Linked DNA regions of Zea mays: region 2 is linked to region 1. Evidence: chromatin contacts called from public Hi-C data. All regions are on one chromosome and are shown on one strand. The core of a region is the stretch at or near the end of the contact, and the rest is flanking DNA. Distances in the headings are between cores, read along the strand shown. Region 1 holds the start of LOC100192604. Region 2 overlaps LOC100037794.

Region 1 (4,789 bases), core at 1,347-3,846:
TATATTAATCATCAAACACCAAAATCACTTAGATAAATGGGTCGAGGTCTATTTTTTTACAACCACAAAATAGTGGTAGCCATGGACTATCCATCTGTATACATCTAGGATATCTCCAGCGGATCGTATAAATAGTCGCGTAAAATACATAGTAGAGTGTACTGTTTACAGAGTTAAATATGAAATAGCATAGGAGATAGAAAATATAGTGCAAACATAGCCAACCTCCTCGGACTGCCATTCAAACTTCGAACAAGTGTTCTATCGCCATCAGCTAGTGGATATATATCCGGGAAGCAGCGACCATCTCCTATCGCGCCTTCAGTTTAGGAGTTCAATTAGGACTCAGACACTCGGTTAGCGACTAGTATTCTGATCCGACACTTGTTCGCCAGTTCCTTGATGTGTAAGCTAAGTGAGTCTTGGCTTTCGTTCTCAAACTGCAAAAGTCAGTTCCTTGATGTGCTCGTTCTCAAAAACGGCAAGACAACGTCGTCTACTGAGATGGCGAATAGGTGTGGCAACTTCCACGTTGTAGCATCCAAACACAAACAGCTCGCAGCGTAGATTCCTCGATCCCATCCATCTCAGTGGAGCGGCTGCTTCGCCAGCAAGGCACCCCTGCCTGCGCGCAGCTATAAAGTTGGGTCCCGCAGGCACCCCTTTGCACAGCAGCTCCGAAGCCACACCACAGTTATTTATTACTGTTTTTTCGTTGCCTCCAATCCAATAGAGTTGACCGAACCACGCGCCGCCCGCTGACATGGACGACGTAGTACCAGCGACAGCGAAGCAGACCGTCGTTCTGTACCCCGGCGGCGGCGCCGGGCACGTCGCGCCGATGACGCAGCTCGCCAAGGTCTTCGTCCGCCACGGCTACGACGTCACCATGGTGCTCCTGGAGCCGCCCATCAAGTCGAACGCCTCCGGCGCCAGCTTCGTCGAGAGCTTCGCCGCCTCCAACCCGTCCATCACCTTCCACCTCCTCCCGCCGATCCCTCCCCCCGACCTCGCCAGCTCCACCAAGCACCCTTTCCTCGTCGTGCTGGAGTTGCTGGGCCAGTACAACGACAAGCTCGAGAGCTTCCTCCGCACCATCCCGCGCGAGCGCCTGCACTCCCTTGTCATCGACATGTTCTGCACCGACGCCATCGACGTGGCCGCGAAGGTGGGCGTCCCCGTCTACACGTTCTTCGCGGCGAACGCCGGAGCCCTGGCCGTCTTAACACAGACGGTGGCGCTGCTTGACGGCCGGCAAACGGGCCTCAAGGAGCTCGGGGACACGCCCATCGAGTTCCTTGGCGTGCCGCCGATCCCGGCGTCGCACATCATCAGGGAGATGCTCGAGGACGCGGAGGACGAGGTGCGCACGGCAATGGCGAAGATCTGGAAGCGCGACACGGACACCCGGGGCGTCCTCATCAATACCTTCTACTCGCTGGAGGCCCAGGCCCTGCAGGCGTTCAGTGACCCGCTGTGCGTCCCTGGCAAAGTGTTGCCTCCTGTTTACCCCATCGGGCCGTTGGTTGGCAAGGGCGGGAGCGGGACGGACGGAGGAGAGGCGGCGGAGAGGCCGCATGAGTGCCTCGCCTGGCTCGACGCGCAGCCGGAGCGCAGCGTCGTGTTCCTCTGCTGGGGGAGCAGGGGCTTGCTGTCAGAGGAGCAGCTTAAGGAGATAGCCGCTGGCCTAGAGAAGTCCGGGCAACGGTTCCTGTGGGTGGTGCGCACGCCGGCCAGCAGCGACGACCCGAAACGATTCTGGCTGCCACGCCCGGAGCCGGACCTTGACGCCCTTCTGCCGGAGGGGTTCTTGGAGCGGACCAAGGACCGCGGCCTCGTCATCAAGTCGTGGGCGCCGCAGGTGGACGTGCTCAGCAACCCCGCTGTTGGCGCGTTTGTCACCCACTGCGGGTGGAACTCGTCGCTTGAGGCCATCACAGCGGGTGTGCCGATGCTGTGCTGGCCACAGGGCGCAGAGCAGAAGATCAACAAGGTACTTATGACCGAGGCCATGGGCATCGGGCTGGAGCTGGAGGGGTACAACACAGGTTTCATCAAGGCTGAGGAGATAGAGACGAAGGTGAGGCTTGTGCTGGAGTCCGAGGAGGGGAGGGAGATTAGGACACGGGCGGCAGAGGTGAAGAAAGAAGCACACGCGGCGTTGGAGGACGGGGGATCATCGAAGGCAGCATTTCTCCAATTCTTGTCAGATGTCAAGAATATTAATTAGGTCGGGAAGTGATCAATCTTTAACCGCCCGATACAACGTAACACAAACTATTCAATAAAATATTAGTATACATATTGCTTAGGAAAAAAAATCCCATAAACAAGTAATAAAGAAAACATGTGTGTAGCAACAATATCTATATCTATACTACTTATTAAGGTAGCAAGGATAATCTGCCTCCCCGCCGTTCTGCCTTCCAACGATCTCAACTGTCCATCCACGCCTCTGTTTTCGTCCCGTCGGATGCTGCCAACGCCCGCGCGCATCCCCTGGTCGTCAGCCCCACCCATCCGTGCGAGCGAGCAACCCATTGCAGCCACCACCGCCCTACCTACTCACCTCCTCGGCGCGAACAGCCGCCGAACCCTTATCGCTCGCCCCTCGCCCGTGCCAGCAACCCCCGCCACCGCCGCCGCCCTGCCTCTCGTCCACCCCTCCGCCGCGAGATGTCGCCGGCCCCTCACCATCCTCTATCCACAGCGCGCGGGGCGTAGCCCCCCTCTAGCGCCGCTCAAGGGTGAAGGGCCCATCCGCACCCTGATGTTGGCCACCTCCACCATGCTCTGATGCCCATCCTTCGTCATGACCCCCTCCAGTTCCATTACTGACGGACGGTCCTCTTCATAGGCAAGGTAGAGATGGAGGACAGCAAAACACTAACACCCGAGCCATGCCACCACCAATCTATTCCTCCAAACCCTTCTGTACATGTGCGCTACACATACATGAGGCTCCTCCTCCTCGTCAACCCCACATGGTTCAACTGAATCTGTCCATGCTCGTGGCTTTCTTTGTTGCCTTCCATTGATGTGGTTCTTGATTCAATGTTCTAAAAGCTGCAGATGAGGCGTACTTCAGATGCAGCGTGCTCAAGTGTAGGAGATTGTCAATATCATCTTGTTGAATCGATGTGGGGGAGGATGTCTACTTGGTGAAACATCCAAAAAAGGGACTTTGTCCTTTATTTTGAATCCTTTATCATTCTGTTATTAGTACATTGGGGATGCATTATGATTGTAATAAAATATGTTCACATTTGTTCTTAAGGTGAGCCACAAGATTCAGGAATATCATTGTAGATTGTTTTTGAATTAGGCCACCTATCCTAATTTTTCGAGTTTGCATGGGCCTGCGATGCATTACGGAGGCATTTGGAGGTAGCATTTATCTTTATACCAGGTCAGTAGTTTTTAATGGCCTCTGCTTTTGTTACTCAAACATTTATGACATGAAAATGCAGGAAAGGTTATTCGTGCACCTTCTGGAATGACGCATGAGAAAATCTCTCCAGTTCATTATGATGAGGAATTAGGAAATTCCTTATTCAATGGCTTGCCAAAGTATGATTTTTTTAAAGGAGTTTTAGTATTTACTATGGTTTAATTTCTGAATCATTGAATCATCTGGGATGCATGCATGCAAAGGTAGTTTCATGTCATCTGTTGGTTGCTGAAGTAGTGTGATGGAAATTTTGCAGATGTCGTGCGGTACTACAAGCAGAACGCCGATGAAACATGGTTCGACGTCTCGCTGAATAGCCTGCTTCCCGGCTCAGTCCTCAATTGCCAGCGCCAGGTGTCAGGATGTCTCATCCAGAAAAAGCCTAATGGCTACTCAAAGGTCTGTTGTCTGTCCATGATTGAGATCTTTAGTTTTCACACGTTCTCAGTACAGTACCTGATGGTTTAGATCATGAGATTTGTGTGACCTGGGTGGAACACGTTGAGGTGGACGATAGGTCAGTGCACAACATCTACAAGCTGTTGGGGGCAAGCAGCAGTTCTGCAGTTGTAAAGAAGTACTGACCATAGACAGTGAACTTGTTAATGCACTTACACAGGCAACTTGCTTGCTTGGAATAACGTAGAGCATCAATATAAAATCTAGAATACAAACTCAGCATTTCTAAGACCTGTAAATATTTGGCACAAATTTCAAAAAAAAAGTAGGAATGGATTATGACTACTAGAGTTTATAGCATATGTACATGTAAAGGATAAAGTACATGGGTTGCTATGCAAGGCATTTTTATAAACCTCGGACGATGGGTCGAATTCCTCCACTTCACACTCCAAAATAGTGTTTGATGAGACGTCATTGAGGTTTTTAACATTCTGATGGAAACCCAGTGCATGAAATACTGTCAGTTTCTGGAATTTGAATGAAGGAGGGGGAAATGGTGCAATGATAATAGTTCTGAGTTTTTTTAGAATAAACGAGGGATGGACATATTATGACTTAAAAGCCTCAAAAGTTGATCAGAAAGCATACAAATACTCTAGGGTCATGATGAAATGTGGTGGTTATCTCTGAAATAGCACTGAAATAAAAGTTGTTGGGTCTTAAAAAATTATAAATTAAAAATACTCTGGGCAACTTGTCGTCGACCTCCACAACCGCATCGAGGCCACCACCTAACCATGGTTATTAAAACGTCGCTTAAACAACGTTTAAGCGTCGTTTAAGCGGTAAAACATGATTAGAAACTAAAACGTCCGAACGTTCTAACAAATCTGCGTAGAACGTCTGTTTTGGACGTTTAATCGTCGTTTAAACGCC
Region 2 (4,594 bases), core at 1,402-3,901, 74 kb before region 1:
TGTGTATTTGGCTCTCATTGTTCATGGCCAGTTCCTTTACCTCATTCATGTCTGGTACCGAAAAACGGTGAGCTTTTTTTATTTGTTTTCATTCTCTGCACATGAAATAATCAAAGTTTGATTCCTAAGGTTCTTGTATTTTGTTACTGATGCAGACATGGATGTATCTGGCAGTGCCTGTTTGCCTGTATGTAGGGGAGAGGGTGCTGAGGTTCTTCAGGTCTGGCAGTTATTCTGTCAGGCTATTGAAGGTCAATCAAAAAGACATGAGAAACTTGAGCATTCATTTTCTGTGGACCTACTAATATGATTATTGTTATTTTTCCTTTCAGGTGGCCATATATCCTGGTAATGTGTTGACACTGCAAATGTCCAAGCCTCCGGCTTTCCGATACAAGAGTGGGCAATATATGTTTGTTCAATGTCCAGCAGTGTCACCCTTTGAATGGTAATTTGTACTTTGGCAACAAAAAATGATTGAATTATGTCGTTGCTTGGATAGAAACTACCAGCTTTCATAAATAGTCTTGATGAACCCCATTGAGCACTGAGAATTTACATTCTCTTAATAGGCATCCGTTCTCAATTACTTCAGCGCCTGGGGATGATTATCTAAGCATTCATGTTCGACAACTTGGTGACTGGACACGAGAGCTCAAGAGGGTTTTTGCAGCAGCTTGTGAACCCCCAGTGGGCGGTAAAAGTGGCCTTCTTAGAGCAGACGAGACAACCAAGAAAGCGTATGAGCCCTCAATCATAAAGGGTTGTTTTGTGTGTAATTGGTCTTTAACAAATTACATGTTATAATATTTTCCTTTTGATAATGCAGCTTACCAAAACTTCTGATTGATGGACCTTATGGTTCTCCTGCTCAGGATTACAGCAAGTATGATGTTCTTCTACTTGTTGGATTAGGGATTGGTGCAACTCCTTTTATCAGCATACTGAAAGATCTTCTTAACAATATTATAAGGATGGAGGAAGAGGAGGTAATTTACTATCTTCCATATCTTCATTTGTCACCATCTGACCTTCCTAATTCCATTAGTGAAATAACAGATCACATATGAAAAATATTCTTTCTGTTGGGTTTTGTCATTTTGCTAACCACAATTCTGTTTTATGTGTGTGCATGTGTTGGTAGGATGCTTCCACTGATCTTTATCCTCCAGTTGGTCCGAACAAGCCGCACATTGATCTCAGCACACTTATGACGGTCACATCAAGACCAAAGAGGGTTCTAAGGACCACAAACGCTTACTTCTATTGGGTTACACGTGAGCAAGGTTCTTTTGATTGGTTCAAGGGAGTCATGAATGAAATTGCTGAACTGGACCAAAGGGTGCATAGTACCAATTGACCACTTGTTTTGTTTGAGTTACATTTTCTAATTGTCAGAATTCATATGTTCCCTTAAGTGGGTTTTACTTACAGTTGCCTTTGCTCCATTCTAGAATATTATTGAGATGCACAACTACCTTACGAGTGTTTATGAGGAAGGAGATGCTCGGTCAGCGCTCATCACCATGCTTCAAGCTTTGAACCATGCAAAGAATGGCGTTGACATTGTCTCTGGAACTAAAGTAAGTGTTGATAGAGCAATTAACAGCTCCACTCCGTTAAGTCAGCTACGTTGGAATGCTGAGTTTTGTACCTGTCATCTATTTAGCATAAATGACTAAAACACTGTACAATCACCTTTTAAGGTATAAGCTAATACCCCCATCATCATCCGTATGCTGATTATGCAGGTCCGGACACACTTTGCAAGACCAAATTGGAAAAAAGTCCTATCTAAAATTGCCTCGAAGCATCCATTTGCTAAGATAGGTTAGTCTACATACTACATTGTCTGATATTCTGGTTAAGCTTCTCGGTTTTTTTATAGAGTCATGCACATATTTGTGAATGGCTTGTGTGTCCTTTATCAAAACTTCGTCGTTGTTATTCTTTCATAAAACACACTACTACATAAAGATGCAGATGCATTAATAATTTATAGACAAAAGGACGGGCTATTAAGCTCTGGTCTGCATGATTGAGCGAAACAGTGAGAATAACCAGCTCAGTTTGTATAGAATTCCGTTTCCATGAACAAACTTTACAACGGTGTGTGGGGTGCATTATAATCAAGTTATTTCTATATTGATTAATGACAATATTAGGCACAGTTATCCTGTGTGTTCCAGAAAAGAAAATAATTTATGTACCACCTATAGTTTTTTCTTTTATTTTTTTTAAAATGATCTGGTTGCACGCAGGTGTATTCTACTGTGGAGCTCCAGTTCTTGCACAAGAACTAAACAAACTGTGCCATGAATTCAATGGGAAAAGCACAACGAAATTTGAGTTCCACAAGGAACATTTCTGAATTCCAGTAATACTTGGTGCGCAGAAATGATATATTATGTGTGTGTACAGCATTTTTGTCTTGGTATGTTCATCTGGAGTTCTGGACGAACATGAGAGCAAAGTGGAGAAGCTACCATCAAATGCTTAACAGCTGACGGCCTGCACTCTTTGTTAACTGCTCCTAAATGAACCAGACCACCAAGAAGTGGGATTTTTGTGTACATATACATGTGATGTCCAAACGTCCATCTGCAGATTGGACCCCTCAACTGTGAAGAGATTCCTCCCAGGTGGTCACCAATGTACAGAGCACACATGAAGATAAAGAGTAGTTGGGATTGTCGGTAGCATGCTATTCGTATAGGACAGGAGGGATACCACTAGTCACAACACACAAGGCTATTTAATTGTATATTTTCATGCAGCTGATGCCCTGCACTTTCTGCTGCTGGCCAATGCGGCAAGGACAGAAGCATTTTTTCTCATTTGTACCGCATACAGAAAAGGCATAACAAAAAAGAGGTGAAAGGGAGAATAGCATTTTAGCACACTTATGGGTCCCTCGATTTATTTGACCCTGCGGTGCTACGAGCCTACGAGGAGGAGATGAAGTAGAATAAAATTGTCATTTCATTAAATAAAGCAAATGTTTAGAATATTTTAATATACTTGTATGGGCTAAATTTTAAATAGTGCCTCCATTCTCGAATGATATTTATTGTTACTAGTTCATTTTTGAACTAAAACGTGACAAATAAAAAAAACGAATGTAGTAATATTTTAGACAACTGTTTAGAGCTTCAAAAGCTAAAATTTAATGGCTAAATTTTAGATCATACGTACAGCTAAAAGATAAACCAAATTTAATTACATCAGCGCTAGATGATTTTTTATGAAAAAATAAAAATATCCTGTTGCCAGACTAAGTATTTAAATTGAATTTCAATTGCACCATTTTGGTTTTTTTTTTACCATAACGCTTTAAAAAATCCCACTTGAATACATTTAAATAAAGTTCTGCTAGGGATTATTCTTATCGTTGTTAAGTACCACTACAAACTGCAAAACTAAGAAAACACTTAGCAACTCTTTTGTCGAGTGTGACTCTTGGCAAAGAGAGCTCGATGAATTATACATCGGCAATAGCCTCTTTGCCGATTGCATTATGTCGGGCACTGGGCAAAATCTTTACCTACCACCTAGTACTCGGTAAAGAAAAGTCGCCGTGACAACGACAAGTGACGGTGATAGAGCCTTTGCCGAGTATCTGTTGGCACGACACTCGGCAAATGAAGCTCCAATGGGCCCCATGGCAGCCTCTATGTTGAGAGTCACAAGCTGGCACTCGACAAAATGAGCTTCTTTGCAGAGTGTCTGCCTGTTTGGCCCTCGCCAAAGTGAGCACCAGTGAGCCCCTTTGCCAGCGTCGAGTGCGCTGGCTGGCACTCGACAAAGCGAGCTTCTTTGTTGAGTGACATGACCATATCACTCGGTAAAGAGGCTTTATCGGTTTTCAGGTGTGCTCTCTTTGCTGAGTGCTATGATCATTGCACTTGGCAAAGACACACTTTGCCGAGTGTAACACTCGGTAAAGTGACCAGAAACCCATTTTTATTAGTTTTTGTTATTCCATCCAAACAAAAGATATATCACATAATCATCACATATACATCATAAATGTTCAGAGATCATCACATACATCATAGAGACCACATATCTCACAAAGACCATAAATCTCATAAGTTTTTCACAAACATAAGTACTACCACAAACATAAGTATCACAAAGACCACAAATCTCACAAGTTCAGACCAAGTTTCACAAACATAAGTATTACCAACACTCACAAACATAAGTATAACAAGTTTGAAACTATATAAGTCTCACAATCACCACAACAATAGTAAATATAAGTCTCACAATCAACCTTATAGATGGCTAGATGGATCGTGCCTGGCGGGCCGACCCGATGAGTCGTGCTCTAGCCTCATTCGGTATGAAATTAAATAGGTTCATGCTAGTCTGACAATATGCTCATGTCGGGTGGTCGGCACGACCGACTCAATTAGCGTATACCCTCCCAGCGACCCAGCCCTGCCGCCACACCTCCACACGCTCGCATTTAGAATCTTCTTGACCCCGACTCAGTCCCCTCGTCTCCCTCGCATAGCTCCTCGTATCCTCGCCTGTCGCCTCCTCGATTCCTCCATTGAGATCGATACATCGACCGTTGGCTGCCTTG

What was found. Hi-C and Micro-C count contacts between places; a contact is called where the count stands out from the background.
Region 2: a Hi-C map of ear shows a contact between it and region 1, with 2.3 times the contacts expected there. The contact joins the enhancer-like site here to the promoter of LOC100192604 in region 1. A contact is called at or near these places in 6 of 25 Hi-C or Micro-C datasets (bundle sheath, ear, endosperm and 2 more) and 1 of 3 datasets of contacts at active chromatin or transcription factors (seedling).

What each region holds. Positions count from the first base shown.
Region 1 is chr3:205,446,023-205,450,811 of Zm-B73-REFERENCE-NAM-5.0, reverse strand. LOC100192604 reads left to right here and starts at 2,596. Exons shown (of 6, transcript NM_001137819.1): 1 at 2,596-2,987; 2 at 3,073-3,570; 3 at 3,708-3,850. The coding sequence starts at 3,558. LOC100274555 reads left to right here and starts at 707. Exons shown (of 1, transcript NM_001148910.2): 1 at 707-2,412. The coding sequence starts at 764. The coding sequence ends at 2,230.
Region 2 is chr3:205,520,673-205,525,266 of Zm-B73-REFERENCE-NAM-5.0, reverse strand. It overlaps LOC100037794, which reads left to right. Exons shown (of 14, transcript NM_001374296.1): 6 at 1-67; 7 at 156-251; 8 at 333-448; 9 at 573-740; 10 at 830-989; 11 at 1,145-1,342; 12 at 1,455-1,583; 13 at 1,752-1,830; 14 at 2,262-2,745. The coding sequence ends at 2,371. Among protein-coding and RNA genes, the nearest start is that of LOC118476743, 9.4 kb to the left of the region's middle. Within about 2 kb of position 2,651, at least 5 of the 20 cell types and tissues checked have an H3K27ac peak or open chromatin away from gene starts, as enhancers often do. A contact at or near this core is called in ear and seedling, where this site is marked.